Regions from separate parts of the Cyprinus carpio genome. Here region 1 is linked to region 2. The links are chromatin contacts, called in public Hi-C maps. All regions are on one chromosome and are shown on one strand. The core of a region is the stretch at or near the end of the contact, and the rest is flanking DNA. Distances in the headings are between cores, read along the strand shown. Region 1 overlaps slc29a4a (equilibrative nucleoside transporter 4). Region 2 holds the start of LOC109092410 (actin, cytoplasmic 1-like).

Region 1 (3,543 bases), core at 934-3,433, 120 kb after region 2:
CGCTATTGGAGAAAGGCCATAGATGGTTTCATAATGATATGCCCTTCACACATTTGCCATGCAAAACTTACAAATCTTACTTCTTCTGTAATGACATCATGGTGGACCTGGTACTGGGTCCCGTTTTGTGAGTGATCTTTGGCGTGGGACAGGCCCTGTCGTGCCATACTCGTGTAGTACTGGACAAAGCGTGTCTTTCGCACCAGGACATGCAGGACAAAACACAGTAGCACCATACAGATGGAAATGATGAAGAAGATGATGGTGTTCTTCCTCTCATTTTTGATCAGTATTTTGGTGAAGATACGACTGAGTGAAATGATCACTCCTGCCGTGCCTATACAGGAAAAAAGAAAAAGAATGAGAATCTTGGTTTTTGCATTTTACCCACACATCATGAATTTTCATGACCACATCTGATGGCAAAAAGCCTCTTACTCTCTCCGGTCATCACACCCTGTGTGTAGCGCTTGGGAAGCATCCCCATGTATCCATAGAAACTGGACTGCTGCACTGGAGACACAATAGGATGAAAAACAGTTATGGCTGGAAATGTTTGACAACATGATGAGAGCCTGAAAGCAGGACAGTCACTCCCAACACACTTCTGCAGTCATGATGGCTTTGGAAAGAAAAGTATCAACAAATACCTGTACATCCAAAGGCCACAGTACCCATAGACATCAGATTGATGATGTACGACTGCTTCGTGGTGAACCTCTCCAGCCACACATCAAAAATAGTGACAAAAAGCAGAGGTCCAAGTGCAAAGATGTAACCTACAAGAGATCGACTTGGATGTAAACAAATTTGAGATATCATAACTAAAGGCTGAAATACACTACACGACTTTTAAAATCTAAACAGATTTTAAAACACTGGGCATCATACACTTACAGACTTTGTAATAGTGACAGAGGAAAAACTGGGCATCATACACTAAACGATCACCCACTAGCAGACTAACAGACTTGTTGCTAGGAGACGCATGACAAATGAAAACAATGTGTGTTCTAAAATCAGTGTTCTAAAACATGTTTGATATCCTCTGACTGGATGGAATCAAAGTCTGAAGCTAAAAATTCAGAGTCTGTGACTATCATACACTATGTAATTTTCATGAAATCTGTCAACTCAAATCTGCAGACTGGCACTGACTTCTGGCAACTAGCGCTGACTTTCAAAACAGTAAATAAGAGGTGTGCTGGACTGGTGTCAATTTTCACTCAGAAATTACTAGTAAATTTCACAAATAATTAGAAAACTGTTAAAAGTAACACTGAATTAAACACAATATATTTTAAGTATAAAGACTGAAATAGCATTTCCTTTTGATTTGTTTGCAAACAATATCATAATATTTGATTATATAATATAATTTGATTTGTTTTTGGAGGGTTTTGGAAGGTATAATTATAATATACCACTGAATAACACTGTACTGAAAATATATTTGGAATGAAGTCATCCAGGTCAGCATGAGGGTGAGTAAATGATGGCAGAATTGTTATTTTTGGGTGAAATGTGCATTTAAAAGTGTTATATTGTAGTGAAATTATTTTTGGGTTGAATTTGTATATTTTTTTTTTTTTTGTTCTTGGTTTTTTTTTTTTTTTTTTTTTTTTGTATTGTTTTTTTTTTTTTGTTTTTTTTTTTTTTTTTTTCGTTTTTTTTTTTTTTTTTTTTTTTTTTTTTTTTGTTCTTTTTTTTTTTTTTTTTTTTTTTTTTTTTTTTTTTTTTTTTTGTTTTTTGTTTTTTTTTTTTTTTTTTGTTTTTTCGGGAATGAATTTTTGTTTTTTTTTGTTTTTTTTTTTTTTTTTTTTTTTTTTGTTGTTTTTTTTTTTTTTTTTTTTTTTTTTTTTTTTTTTTTCTTTGTTTTTTTGGTTTTTTCCCTTTTTTTTTTTTGTTAAAATGACACTTTTTTTTCCCGTTGGCTGCTTTTCACATCACAGTATTTGATGTTTGCCATTGAAGGGTTTGGGGCTGTGTGTGTTTTTGTGTGTCATCAGTCAGTCGGTATTGTCGTGGTGTAATTTTCCTGTGTTTATCTGCTGTTTGGGTTATACGTAAGCTGTATTCATCAGTATTTGGTGAGTGTTATTCCTCAGGTTGAGATGAGTGATGCAGCTGTCAGACTGGACTCAGTCCCTCAGGTCAATCAGCGGCTCCTCCCCCATCCCTTTGTGCTTTACTGTCTGTCTGCTCTAAATAAACACACTCACCCACAGTGATCCTGGTGTGCAGGCTCAGCATCTCCACCAGGACATTGTTTAGGATCACAGCCACTAGGGCCACGAGTATATATGTTAAACCCATGTCAAACACAATGGATGTTCCTGAAAGACACAGAAGACAACAAGGAAATGACCTTCGAAGTTCACTGCATTTTTTTCTTACTATCATACAGGAACCATATGCTCAATCAAACTGATTTTTTTGACATTTTTCATACAAACACAAATGCCAAACCTGATTATCTTTATACAATGAATGTGCATGATGATCACTGGTCAGAAAAAAAAAAAAGTTTCTTGAGCACGAAGTCACCCAATTAGAATGATTTCTGAATTTTAAAGATACATTAAAATACAAAACTGCTAGTAAATTGTTTAAGTATCTCTCTCTCTCTCTCTCTCTTTCTCTCTCTCTCTCTCTCTCTCTCTCTCTCTCTCTCTATATATATATATATATATATATATATATATATATACACACATATCAAAATACAACATTATAATGAGCAATTCTGTCAAGCATCATGAAAACACAAGTATAACATTTTTTAAAACTCTCAATCTTTAACAGATATTTCAACCATAATTTGTTTCATGTAAATGCTACTGAAAATGTAGATCTATAAATATAATGGAGTACCTTCAAATTTATGGTGCAGGTAGTCAACATCTGTAATGAAGCTATTGTAAGGCAGCAGGAAGCCCACTCCGGCCAGGAGCATGGCAAAATAGATCCCATGGTAACGGTCATCTGGAATAGGCTCTTCAAACGCTATGCACAGAAATCACACGCATTTGTATTCACAGTCAACGAGTGAGAGTTATAAACACAAGTCCTGTCTGTGTTTTATTTGTATGACATTTCAAAATATGTGCGTTTTAAATATTTGTCTCTCAGTCTGTGTGCCATCTCTCTGAAGTATATTTATGCATATGTATGAGACATCTGACATTTTGCTCTCTCTCTCTCTCTCTTTCCAGATGAGGAACTGATTGATGGAAGCACTTCTGTGCCTCTTGCTGGCTTCCTAATGGTTATAAAGCGTTAGTCCTTTAACACTGCATGCCTAATTTAAGAGATGGAAGAAATGAAATCCTGACTAAAAATGTAAAACGTATATTTGACCAAAGTAGAATATATCTATATGCTTAGCTAGCCTAGCAAACTGTAAAGATCAATGTGTATGTTCTCCTACTCCACTGATTTAATAAGCATGACCTTTGTAACCAGGCAACATGAGGGGACAGCAGCTAACATGATTACACATAGCTAGTACATGCCAAGTATTGCAACCTTTTAAACCAAGGC
Region 2 (3,431 bases), core at 915-3,414:
TTTCTGTTCAACACTTAAACGTGTGGAAGAACAAAAGAAAAGGCTAGTTTGGTGATCGGGATAGTATATTACTGAACTGAGGGAAATGATCAGTCAGACAACAAATGTCAGACAAATAGTTTTCTAAATGCAACAGATTTCACAAAAACAACACACACCCAGAAAGTGGTCCTTTGAGAAGAACTTCATAATTATGTTTCTTATCTTGTTGCAAGTGTTGCTTAGGTATCAGAAACAAGATAAGAACTTCAGCACTCTCAAGTACAATGACATTATCATGGTGATAGCCCACAACATAATTTTTATTGCTCTGGACGTCTTATGTCATGGGGCAAAGCTGAACATCATTAGGATAGTACCTTATTTAGAGATGAATGGGAATGCTGAAGTGGGGACAGGCAGGCTGCTATAAAGGAAGGGCGGTGGTCCTCAGGGGAACTATGGACTCACAAAAGCACATCTGCTGTAACAAGACCCCAGTCCAATCTACAAAAGTTACAAAGAGAAGCATGGCTGTTCAAAATAAAATACCAACTGCATTGGAAGATGCATGTCACATCACATTAATCACAGTATGGTGCCTAGTTACTATCTGCTAATCTTACAGCAACTTGTGTTTTTATAAAGGGCAGATGGATGTTTGGCATTCTTTGAAAAGAAAAAAAAAAAAAACGCTGGGGGATGGGAGGAATAGACCATATTGATGAGTATATGTCCTGGTTGTAGATAAAATACTTTTAGACATTTTTACTTTTGGGCCTATATACAGTAAATATTATCTCAATAAATCGTACAATGTCATGCATGGTTTAATTGCCGAAGCTAAAATTTTAATACAAATAATACAAATTTGTTGTGCGCTGTTTGAGCCATAACTTATACTCAACTTTCGATATCTAAGGATTCAATTCAGAGAACATCATTTCATGTATTTTACAAGTTAGGAAAAGTGCTCAAAACTTTAAAAGTGTCCCGTTAAAAAATGTTGTAAATGTACTGAAGACGAAAAACATTAATATAAGCCACAGAACCACACTATCCTTGATATCAGCAAGAGATTTTGACATTATCAGCTGTTTTTGTTTATAACTGCCATTGAAGGCCATGTGCATTACTCCCAAGTTGCACGAAAGTCACATGCAGCTTCCCAGCATCACTGCTGTTCAAGCACAGCCTTATCTATTATTCAAACCGTGGCAACGTCCGAAATATGCAAGAAATATTTTTTATTTAATGAAGTTGACCATGAACGCCTACACTGTGTTCTTATGCGAAGAAAACAATGTTTTCAATATTTATTTATTTTATTTATTATTATTATTTTAAATCTCTCCAGCGCATAAGTCAAAGTTAATTTGTCTGAACGGATATCAATAATGTGTAATATATTTCCGAATGAGAAGCCAGCCTTGCCTTGAAACATCTACATCATTTCAGTGGTCAAGACTTGAATGCTAAGTTAACGTCATGTCTAATATAAACCTGGGTTAGGCCCACATACAGCCCTCAGCAGCTAACATTACTATCTCTCCCTTTATCATCTTTATCACATAACATGCACACACCTAAGCACGTAAAAATATTACTCCTGTGAATTTTGTGTAGGCAACTCACAATTACAGGAATGCAAACCTGATTCATCGCAGGTTTCACTGAAAACATTACCTAATGAAACCAGCTAAGTTAGTGGCTTCTCTGCTACAGTATACAGTCAATGTCACTTTGTTGTTATCCTCAATTCAATGAAAAACAACGTCAACCCTATTTAGCATAGAGAAGCACTACACATAAGTATTATGGTATTATTGTGAATACAATAAGAAGTAAATGACCTACAGAGCTGCTGCTGTGTTAGATTGTAAACACAACACAGGATCAAGGAGGTGTCCGTCACTATGACCAATACTAGACTTTTGGACAGACTGAAAAGAGCCTTACTGGCGTTTTCACAACAACATACGTGAATACCGAAAGCAATGCATTAAAATTCGCTAACAAAAAGCCAACTTTGATCAAAATCGCCTAGGCCCGGCTCTTCAAATAGTCTAGCTTCCCCTTCTTTCGCTCTCGAGTTGCTTGCGAGAAGCAAGTGTAGCAATGTGCACGCGACAGCCGGGTGTGTGACGCCGGACCAATCAGAGCGCAGAGCTCCGAAAGTTTACCTTTTATGGCTAGAGCCGGGCATCTGCCGTCATATAAAAGAGCGCGCCCAGCATCTCAGCCTCACTTTGAGCTCCTCCACACGCAGCTAGTGCGGAATATCATCTGCTTGTAACACATTCTCTTAAGTCGACAAACCCCCCCAACCTAAGGTAAGTCGATTTGTGAGCTTTTTATTACATTATTAATTCGTTAACGTTAATTTAAGAAGTTAATTATCATGTACAAATGAAGATTTAGTTGAAGATTGAAGTTAACTTACCGGTAATTTCGCAGTTTGCGTCAAGTAACGTTACAAACTTTTGCTTAAATGTTAGTTATTCTGTATTAACATGTGGTAATCGTGATACATGTCTGCTGTGTTATTTTAATTCTATGTAAGTTAGTGGATATGTCAGGTGGCAATGACGGCACCCGTTGTATGCACGACGTTGAATGGGCCGGTGTGAAATAAGCGTTAAACCCTTTTAACATCGAGATGTGCCCTGGATAACAGTGATTTGACGGCTGTAAATATGTACAAGTGTAGTTTTAAAGATGTTTGCGAGGCATGTTGCACACTTGATGGGTAGCCGGCATGGGCAGCTCTTTGTGCAGGCGGTGCTGCAGCAGGGTGTGACCTACTTTAGCTAACGTTAGCCGGCTAACAGCCTTCATCTGCCGCCCTTACCCTGATGAAACAATCATCTCTTTTGATATTCAAGTGATCAAAGACGCGTCTATTCGCTCACTTTCAGCGCGTCTGACACCTTTTAGTGAAAATGGCTTTTTCTAGCATAGTGCAGCCCTTCAGTCTTTCAGTATGACTGAATAAGATTAATTCAAGTACGTTATTCTACGTTAACTATTAAAGCTTTATTAAACGTAAGGTAACGCGAAGTTGGTCAGTTTTAATAACCTGAAGTGTTCTTAATTTTTTTTTTTTAATGGTGGTTATAATCGTGTTGGAGAAAGCAGGTTTTCTAATATAAACTGAAAGGGCTGAGGAAGATCGTGTTTAGTGTGAAGTCTGCTCGTGAGGAGTCAGTGAAGGGACTGCAGATCTGTGACGCAGTCATTTCGGGCAGACACCCGCCGAATTTCGGTTGTGTAATTGATACCAGGCGAGGACGAAGAGGATGTAAAACTTCATTTGTGTAGAATTTAGGGAGTGGCCCTGGCGTGATGAATGTCGAAATCTGTTCCTTTTTACTGAACCCTACGACTCTGGCTGAGTGCCACACTGCCGGCAGCCGCAAAGCGGCTAAAACCATTGCCTTTTATGGTAATAA

Evidence for each region. A called contact is a pair of places that touch in the nucleus more often than the background predicts.
Region 1: a contact with region 2 is called in a Hi-C map of liver, with 4 times the contacts expected there. The contact joins the enhancer-like site here to the promoter of LOC109092410 in region 2. A contact is called at or near these places in 6 of 8 Hi-C or Micro-C datasets (liver, red blood cells and skeletal muscle).

The regions. Positions count from the first base shown.
Region 1 is chrB3:20,138,233-20,141,775 of ASM1834038v1, forward strand. It overlaps slc29a4a (equilibrative nucleoside transporter 4), which reads right to left. Exons shown (of 11, transcript XM_042720145.1): 3 at 2,875-3,006; 4 at 2,223-2,336; 5 at 651-779; 6 at 439-513; 7 at 72-337. Among protein-coding and RNA genes, the nearest start is that of slc29a4a, 14 kb to the right of the region's middle. Within about 2 kb of position 2,184, at least 1 of the 8 cell types and tissues checked has an H3K27ac peak or open chromatin away from gene starts, as enhancers often do.
Region 2 is chrB3:20,018,570-20,022,000 of ASM1834038v1, forward strand. LOC109092410 (actin, cytoplasmic 1-like) reads left to right here and starts at 2,165. Exons shown (of 6, transcript XM_042720140.1): 1 at 2,165-2,312. LOC109092411 (a long non-coding RNA gene) reads right to left here and starts at 2,116. Exons shown (of 4, transcript XR_006154201.1): 1 at 1,837-2,116; 2 at 360-486.